Linked DNA regions of Mus musculus: region 2 is linked to region 1. A link is a contact called in public HiCAR-type data. All regions are on one chromosome and are shown on one strand. The core of a region is the stretch at or near the end of the contact, and the rest is flanking DNA. Distances in the headings are between cores, read along the strand shown. Region 1 holds the start of Med30 (mediator complex subunit 30). Region 2 holds the start of Enpp2 (ectonucleotide pyrophosphatase/phosphodiesterase 2).

What was found. HiCAR-type assays count read pairs that join an accessible place to other places.
Region 2: a contact with region 1 is called in a HiCAR-type map of astrocytes, with 4 times the contacts expected there. The contact joins the promoter of Enpp2 here to the promoter of Med30 in region 1. A contact is called at or near these places in 1 of 39 promoter capture datasets (hippocampal neurons) and 1 of 115 datasets of contacts at active chromatin or transcription factors (astrocytes).

What each region holds. Positions count from the first base shown.
Region 1 is chr15:52,711,073-52,714,506 of GRCm38.p6, reverse strand. It overlaps Med30 (mediator complex subunit 30), which reads right to left and starts at 2,062. Exons shown (of 4, transcript NM_027212.2): 1 at 1,821-2,062. The coding sequence starts at 1,997.
Region 2 is chr15:54,918,263-54,921,753 of GRCm38.p6, reverse strand. Enpp2 (ectonucleotide pyrophosphatase/phosphodiesterase 2) reads left to right here and starts at 1,608. Exons shown (of 25, transcript NM_015744.4): 1 at 1,608-1,825; 2 at 2,056-2,155. The coding sequence starts at 1,793.

The DNA.
Region 1 (3,434 bases), core at 813-3,312:
GCAAGCCAGGTGAGGCAAGCCAGTAAGTAACATCCCTCCGTGGCCTCTACATCAGCTCCTGCTTCCTGACCTGCTTGAGTTCCAGTCCTGACTTCCTTTGGTGATGAACAGCAGCATGGAAGTGTAAGCTGAATAAACCCTTTCCTCCCCAACTTGCTTCTTGGTCATGATGTTTGTGCAGGAATAGAAACCCTGACTAAGACAGGCACCCATAGAAGTAAAAGATGTTAACAGGCTCCAGATATGGCATCAATTATACTATGCTGAGTAGCTTTGGGGCAGTCAGTTTACTTCGCTGACCCACAGGCTCCTCAGGAGTAGAACAAAGATGCTTTCTGCATCTTGTAATGTGAGGATAAGCAAGCTCTAAGAACGACTAACAAATGGTACTGTCACAATCTGGAGCCAAAAGATGAACTTAGACCCAAACGGATTGCCCATATCATCCCTTCAGAATCTAGCCAGGAGATAAACACAAGGAGAGATTCAAAGAGCAAAACTTCCACAGGAAACATCCATTGCTTTTTAAATTTTAAGTTTGATACCAAAAGCAAGAACTATGGATGAACAAATCAACAAGTAGGATGCCCTCAAAATGATAAACCCTCTGCTCCTCAAGAAGAAAAGAAATGAGTGGCCGACTTAAGTACCTGGGAAAGTAAAGAGAGACAACAGTAACAAATGACGATAAAGCAGAGGTAAACAAGGACCCTCAGAGATGGAGATTCAAATAGATCAGACACATTAAAAAAATTACACACACACACACACACACACATACATACATAATTCAGCTATTCCACTCTGAAATCAACTGAAACACATTCCCATACAAAAAAATCCATTAAAAAATTTTTGTCATTATTTACAAATTCGTTCATACAGATGAACGAATGCAAAGGCTGCCACGTAGTCACTCAACAAATTAGCAAGAGAAAAAAATAACATAAGTATATGCTGAAAGAACCTGGACCAATAGAGCTCACATGCTATGTGATTCTTATCACATACAACTGGAAAAACACTAACACTGGCTCCCTGGGGATGGAGGCAAACATGCCACGGGATGCAAGGAAACTTCTTGGATAACACTTGTTTTCACTCTTGCAACTATGATAAGGTCACAAGTATATTCCTAAACATATGCCATAACTTTACATTTGCACAGCTTACTGTAGTCTAGTTAAGTCTAGAAAGGGGTTACACTATTGTCTGAATTCTTCAGCTTCGGGGCATCTCCTTCAGGAGAAATTTTGCTCTAAAATTTTTAAAGTAATTTTAAAAAGCAAGTACAGCGTGATCCATTTGAACTTTGAAAAGCACGATGGGGTTGGGGGACAGATATGCTTGTGACACTTCTAGCGGTAATGAGCATAGCTAGTATAGGAGTCGCCTGGGGTGGGGGAGAGACGCATGCTGGGTAACAGTTCTGGGGAAAATAGGGGTGACCATGTCTGGAATCGCTCATGTCAGATGGCAGACTCATGCTGGGGACATTGGCATAACGGGGTGTCCACCCGTCGTAACCCTGAGCAAGAGATAGATGCACGGTGGGGACTTTGGGTATAAGGGGGTGTGTCCATGCCTGAGGGTTTTCCAGGGCGTGAGACAGACACATACTGGGAACCAAGGGTGTAAAGCAGGATGGCCAGCCTGAGGTCTTCCAGGTATGGGGTAAGGAGGAGGTGGGACCTCCACACCTGCGGCCTCTCAGGGCAAGGGGATACACGCTGAGGACCTGGGGTGTAGAGGCGACCCGGCCACCCTGAGGTCGCCCGCGGAGGCCCGCTTTCACCAGCTCTGTCACCCCAGGCGCCCACCTGCATGTTCCTGAGCAGCTGGAAGATCTCCATGGTGCGGTACACGATGTCCTGCACGGTCTCCTGCCCGATGCGGCACAGCGTGGCCGTGTTGACCTCGCGCGCGGCCTGCTGAGCCTGCGGGCCGCCGAAGGGCCCGGACGCCATGCCCGTGGGCGCCAGCGGAGGGGTGGACATGGCACCCCCGGCGGCTCGGGTCCGGCGCGAGCCCACTCGGCCGATTTCAAAAAAGCGGCGCCACTTCCGCCCGCCGCGATGCAAGCGCTGTACCGGAAGACTGGCGCCTCGCGGAGCCTGACGCGATTGGGCTCCGCAGTTGGGAACGGTAAGACAGACAGGAAATTACCCAATCAGAAGTAGAGTTCTGCCCAGGGGGCGGTACCAGTGATAGATGGGGTGGGCTTTCCCAGAGTTCTGTCTGTGCCCTAAGTTGTGTGTCTGGCTGGTTCTCTGCTTCTGTTGGGTTCTTGCAGAGCATTCTTTCTCATAACAAACCTATGAGACATGTCTAATTACAGATAGGATGCAGGTTCAGAGGGCTTGAACTAGTTGTTGCACTGGCAATCTTCTGTTCAAAGTCAGAAAACATGATTTCTGTTCTTGTACGCTTCTGGGTAACAAGAAACCCACCACCAGGATTGCTTTTGTTCCCTGTTTGAGTATTTTCCAAGTTCCTCTAAGTAATACACCTGTAGACATGCACTACTTTCTGATTGTGAAACTCCAGTAATAATCCCTCCCCAATGTACATCTGAAATTGCAGCCCCAGATACTTCTCTGCATTTCCCATACATGTCTACAAAATATTAATATGTAAATTAGACACAGTAAGACATTAATGGTAATGTAAATATAGCAATATATTACAGTTACTCCTAACTTGACTGTGCTAACTATTCCTAACTATGCTGTGCCCAGGATAGAAATAGCATAGTAAAAAGTTCAGTAGAAGCTGCCCTCATAGAGAATAAACATTAATTACTGTGATGACTGTGTTAGGATGAGAGCCCAAGGTCCTGACGTCAGGGTGCTCTTTAGTGGACCTTGTACAAGATGAAGGGAGTAAATCTGGGTCTTAAAAATAGATGAAAATGGAGCACTAATTACACCCAAATTGTAGCTTTGGAGACCCAGAAGCCATCACCAACACTTGAGGGAATGCTTTTATTATGGTGAGTATTGGGAAATATGATAGAAGACAGGTAAACAATGGAGGATCTAAAACCATGTAAGGACACTCTGACTGAGCGACAAAGCACATCATAGAAGTGTTTCAAGGAGACAGATCTAAACGTGAAATCTTCAGGACAGATTTAACTGGCTGTTCAGTGGAGAGAGGCTGGTGAATGGTGAGTGCTGCTTCCCTCCTCTTGAAGTTATTGATGCAGATGATCTGAATTAGTGAAGGACTCAGTGGGCGACTTGTTAGCGAAAATCTACAGAACCTGATGTTGTTATAGATGGGTGCATCTGGAGAAGAAGGAATAAAGAGAGCACCTACTTGTGACCTGAATAAATGGTGGAGCTTCTGCCATATCCAAAGAGAGGGAAGAAAAATCAAATTTCAAAGAAGCAGTTCATTCTGTTGTTTTCCTAATGCCTTGATAAAGCATT
Region 2 (3,491 bases), core at 359-2,858, 2.2 Mb before region 1:
ACAACAAAATACAAAATGATCTTCAGTTTCTGAGCTGTATTTTTTTTTCCTTCCAAGGAGAGCCTAGGTTTTCTTAGAGATGGGTTTCTATGTCAGAGAAAGTCTCAAGTTTCTGGGACCTACAGGCTGGGGAGGCTGGAGAGAAAAGGAGGCCATTTGTTTTCAGATCCTCTGTAGCATGCAGGGTACACTGAAATAACAGTGCAGACCCAATGATTTCCTTTTGGTTTACAGATTTCCCTGAGAACAGCAGATTTGCATCTCGAGATGGAATATATAGTAGAAAAACCTTACATGGGGTTAACATCTTTTAGAAGCCTTGCTAAATAATGAACTCCAGATCAGTTTAGCTTGGCATACAGACTAAAGCAAGAGGCTTGTAGATAAATTCATAGCCTGCCCGCTCTGCGAGAGTCCAAAGCTAAGAGGATCCTAGAAGAGCCACTGAGTGTCTGGCAGTGTCTCTTCTTCTTTTCAATGAGCTGTTTACTAAATTCTAGAGTTTCTAATGAAACCCAGGCTTACTCTGCGATCCACGTAAACAAGCTCTTGGCTTTTGTGCTATCGGGTTTTATGCGAGCAGAGCCACGGGGGCTTCCTTTAAGCAGTTGCTGCCTGGAAGGTTCCTGTTTGTTTACGTATGCACATATGTGCTCTGCAAGAATGATCGTCAAGGGGCCCGGTAGGGGAAAGCCAAAAACAAGCCTCCCCTCATTTGAATCCTAAAGGCATATAATATGGAAACGACTTTCCGATTTAGAGGCTTCTAAATTTGGTGTGGTTGCCAAGTTGCAAAATTGCTTAGGATAGAAGCTTCAACACACACAAGAGCCTCCCGGGACAGTCTCTTCAAAGGAGATGCGCATTTGACAGGAATTCTTGCAGCCATTGCCACTTTCAAGCTAAATTCAAGGCTAATGAAGCTCCCTCCCCTACTGTCCTTTATGCCTGCGTCCTACCCCACCCCCACTCCACAGACAAGCTGACTTTTGTCAGGAATGGGTAGAGACTGGAATGATATTGTCTGTTTCTCATACTCAGAAGGGCTTTATGCAGCTTAAGCTGGCAGCCCCAGTATTTTGATAAAAGTTACTAGTGTAAAATTTAACAACATGAAGGGAAAATAATGTTATCTCTCGTGTGAGTTGCAATTTTGGAAGCTCCCATTGTGTGAAGCTCCCAAGGAATCAGAAGTAGCTGACAATGTATTTATATAGATACAGGGTCATTCCAACTGCCAGAAAAATAAACAAATGGTAAAGACAGAGATTTGTTTGGTTTATAAATTGTACCCCCCCCCCTTGTTTAAAAAAAAAACCCTGAAGTTGGGGGGTTGAGGGCATCAAATAACTACATAGTAAACGCTTCGAGCTGATGGGAAATTCTGGGCAGCTCTGATTCATTTTTATCGGATAAAGTACATTTGGTTTCTCTTTTGACAAACCATGTATTTGAGAGGGAAGAAAAAAAAAATCGAACATGCACTGTTATTGGCCACAGCTACACAAGAAGTCCTCCGGTTGCCAAAGGATACCACATGAAAGTGTCTGTTCAAGGGGAGGGGCCGGTCGGGGGGTGGGGCCAAGAAGGATGTTGCCTTAAGCCTCTTCTGCTCAGAGTTGCAATTTGTGAACCAACTGTGATGAAATCGAGCTCTGCACGAATCAGATGCGCCTGTCAACTTCCCAGGTGGGATTGCTTGGAGTTAACAGCCTGAACGCAGAGCCCCGAAAGCAGAGCATTCAGGGCAAGCAGAGAACACCCTGCAGAGGTTTTCCAAGAATCCCTCGGCATGGCAAGACAAGGCTGTTTCGGGTCATACCAGGTAGGAGGATGGTACGGTGACTAGCGAGGTGCCGAATCTCTCCGATCACTACCATTTGAATTCGATTTTTTTTCTTTTTTCTTTTTCCTTGTTCAAATTCAGACATCATCTGAGAATGCCTTTCCGAATTGGCAGGATTCGGGTTGTTAGGGTCATCTGAACTGCTTCCATGCACTTTGAATGCATCTAATCTAGTTGTGTTTGACAACTTGATCTCCTTATCCCCTTAGGTAATATCCTTGTTCACTTTTGCCATCGGCGTCAATCTCTGCTTAGGATTCACAGCAAGTCGAATTAAGAGGGCCGAATGGGATGAAGGACCTCCCACAGGTAAGAGTATCCGTTATTAGCAGTTTTGTTTCTTTAACAGTACTGTGCAGGGCGATACATTTAGCCCAAGGTGAGAATAGGTTATCGCTTTAATGTTGGAGAAGGATGGGGCTGACAGGTTCCACGTGGTGGTACAGAGGGTTGAGACGGCTGTGTTGTGTAAAGTACATTATTTGCTATCAGAAAGTTCTATCCTAGGAATGAGAAAAAAGGAAGTTAAAAAAGGCAATAAACTTTTTTTTTTAAAAGTGAAACTAGAAATTTATTTATAACTTTGGGACTAAGATTTACTGAGACTAGGGGAACCCTCAAGGTGAGTTTAGAGAGGAGATCTGTGATCGCTGTGTTTCCTTCTGGAAGAAGGCAAGGTGAGTTTTCGGAGCTGACTTAACTAACACAGCTGGAGTGAATGGGGCTCCTTTGCAGTGGGCTGTACCCAGCGGAGTGGGGCTTCATAAAGGAACGTTTGTGCAGGCTGAGGGGGCCTAGCTGACCTGGTCTTAAGCAATGGCTTGGTTAATTTCCTGGAAATTGGAGCTGCTGATGGTTTCAGAATTAAAAATTGCATTCGAAATGACAGGTACTCTAGGGGGCAATATTTTCTTCCCTTTCTCTGACATCACAGTATGTCTTCTGTCTCCCCGGGAATTTGGTGTTTCTCTGTGTTTCTTGATTGGCACTCTATGAAACACCACCTGCCTTTATACCACCATAAATGTGTATTATTAAATGAGGCATAGTGGAATACTGAATCTTCCACATGGCAAGTTATCTGACTTAGGCTTGAGAAGAAGGTTGAAGGTACAGTAGGTGATGAGGGTGAAGGAGCTGCAGTGTGTTTTGGAGAAAGAATGTGAAAACAGATCTTAAAAAACTGTGGCCCCGGGGAGCCTGAGGGACAAAACTGCATTGTGTTTCTTTGGGGAGAGAGGAGAGGGATTGCTGGGCCAGAAGAGAAGGCTGTTTTTATTGGAGGCAAACACTGTCTTCAAAGCCTTCTTTTTGACCCTCGCTAAGGCTGATTGTGACAGGGGACTAGGTCCTTGGCCTGAGCATGCAGCTCTGACAGCCCATGGCCGGGTCTTTCCACTGTGCGGAAAAGGAACCAATTTTCTGCTTTCTTTAAATGATAGTGGCAGGAATCGATGCTGTTTCTTTGATGACTGCATTATTTTCAAACTTGGCCATTATTTTTTTTTTTGGACTATGGATCATCAAAGTACCAGCCTGGGACCCTGAGTCCATATTAATAAGTGCTCCTTTCACAGGCAAGTCACTTGTAATGCCTCAGCCCTCAGCAATGAGCATCAGTTTAGAAGACTTTATCTTCTAGATT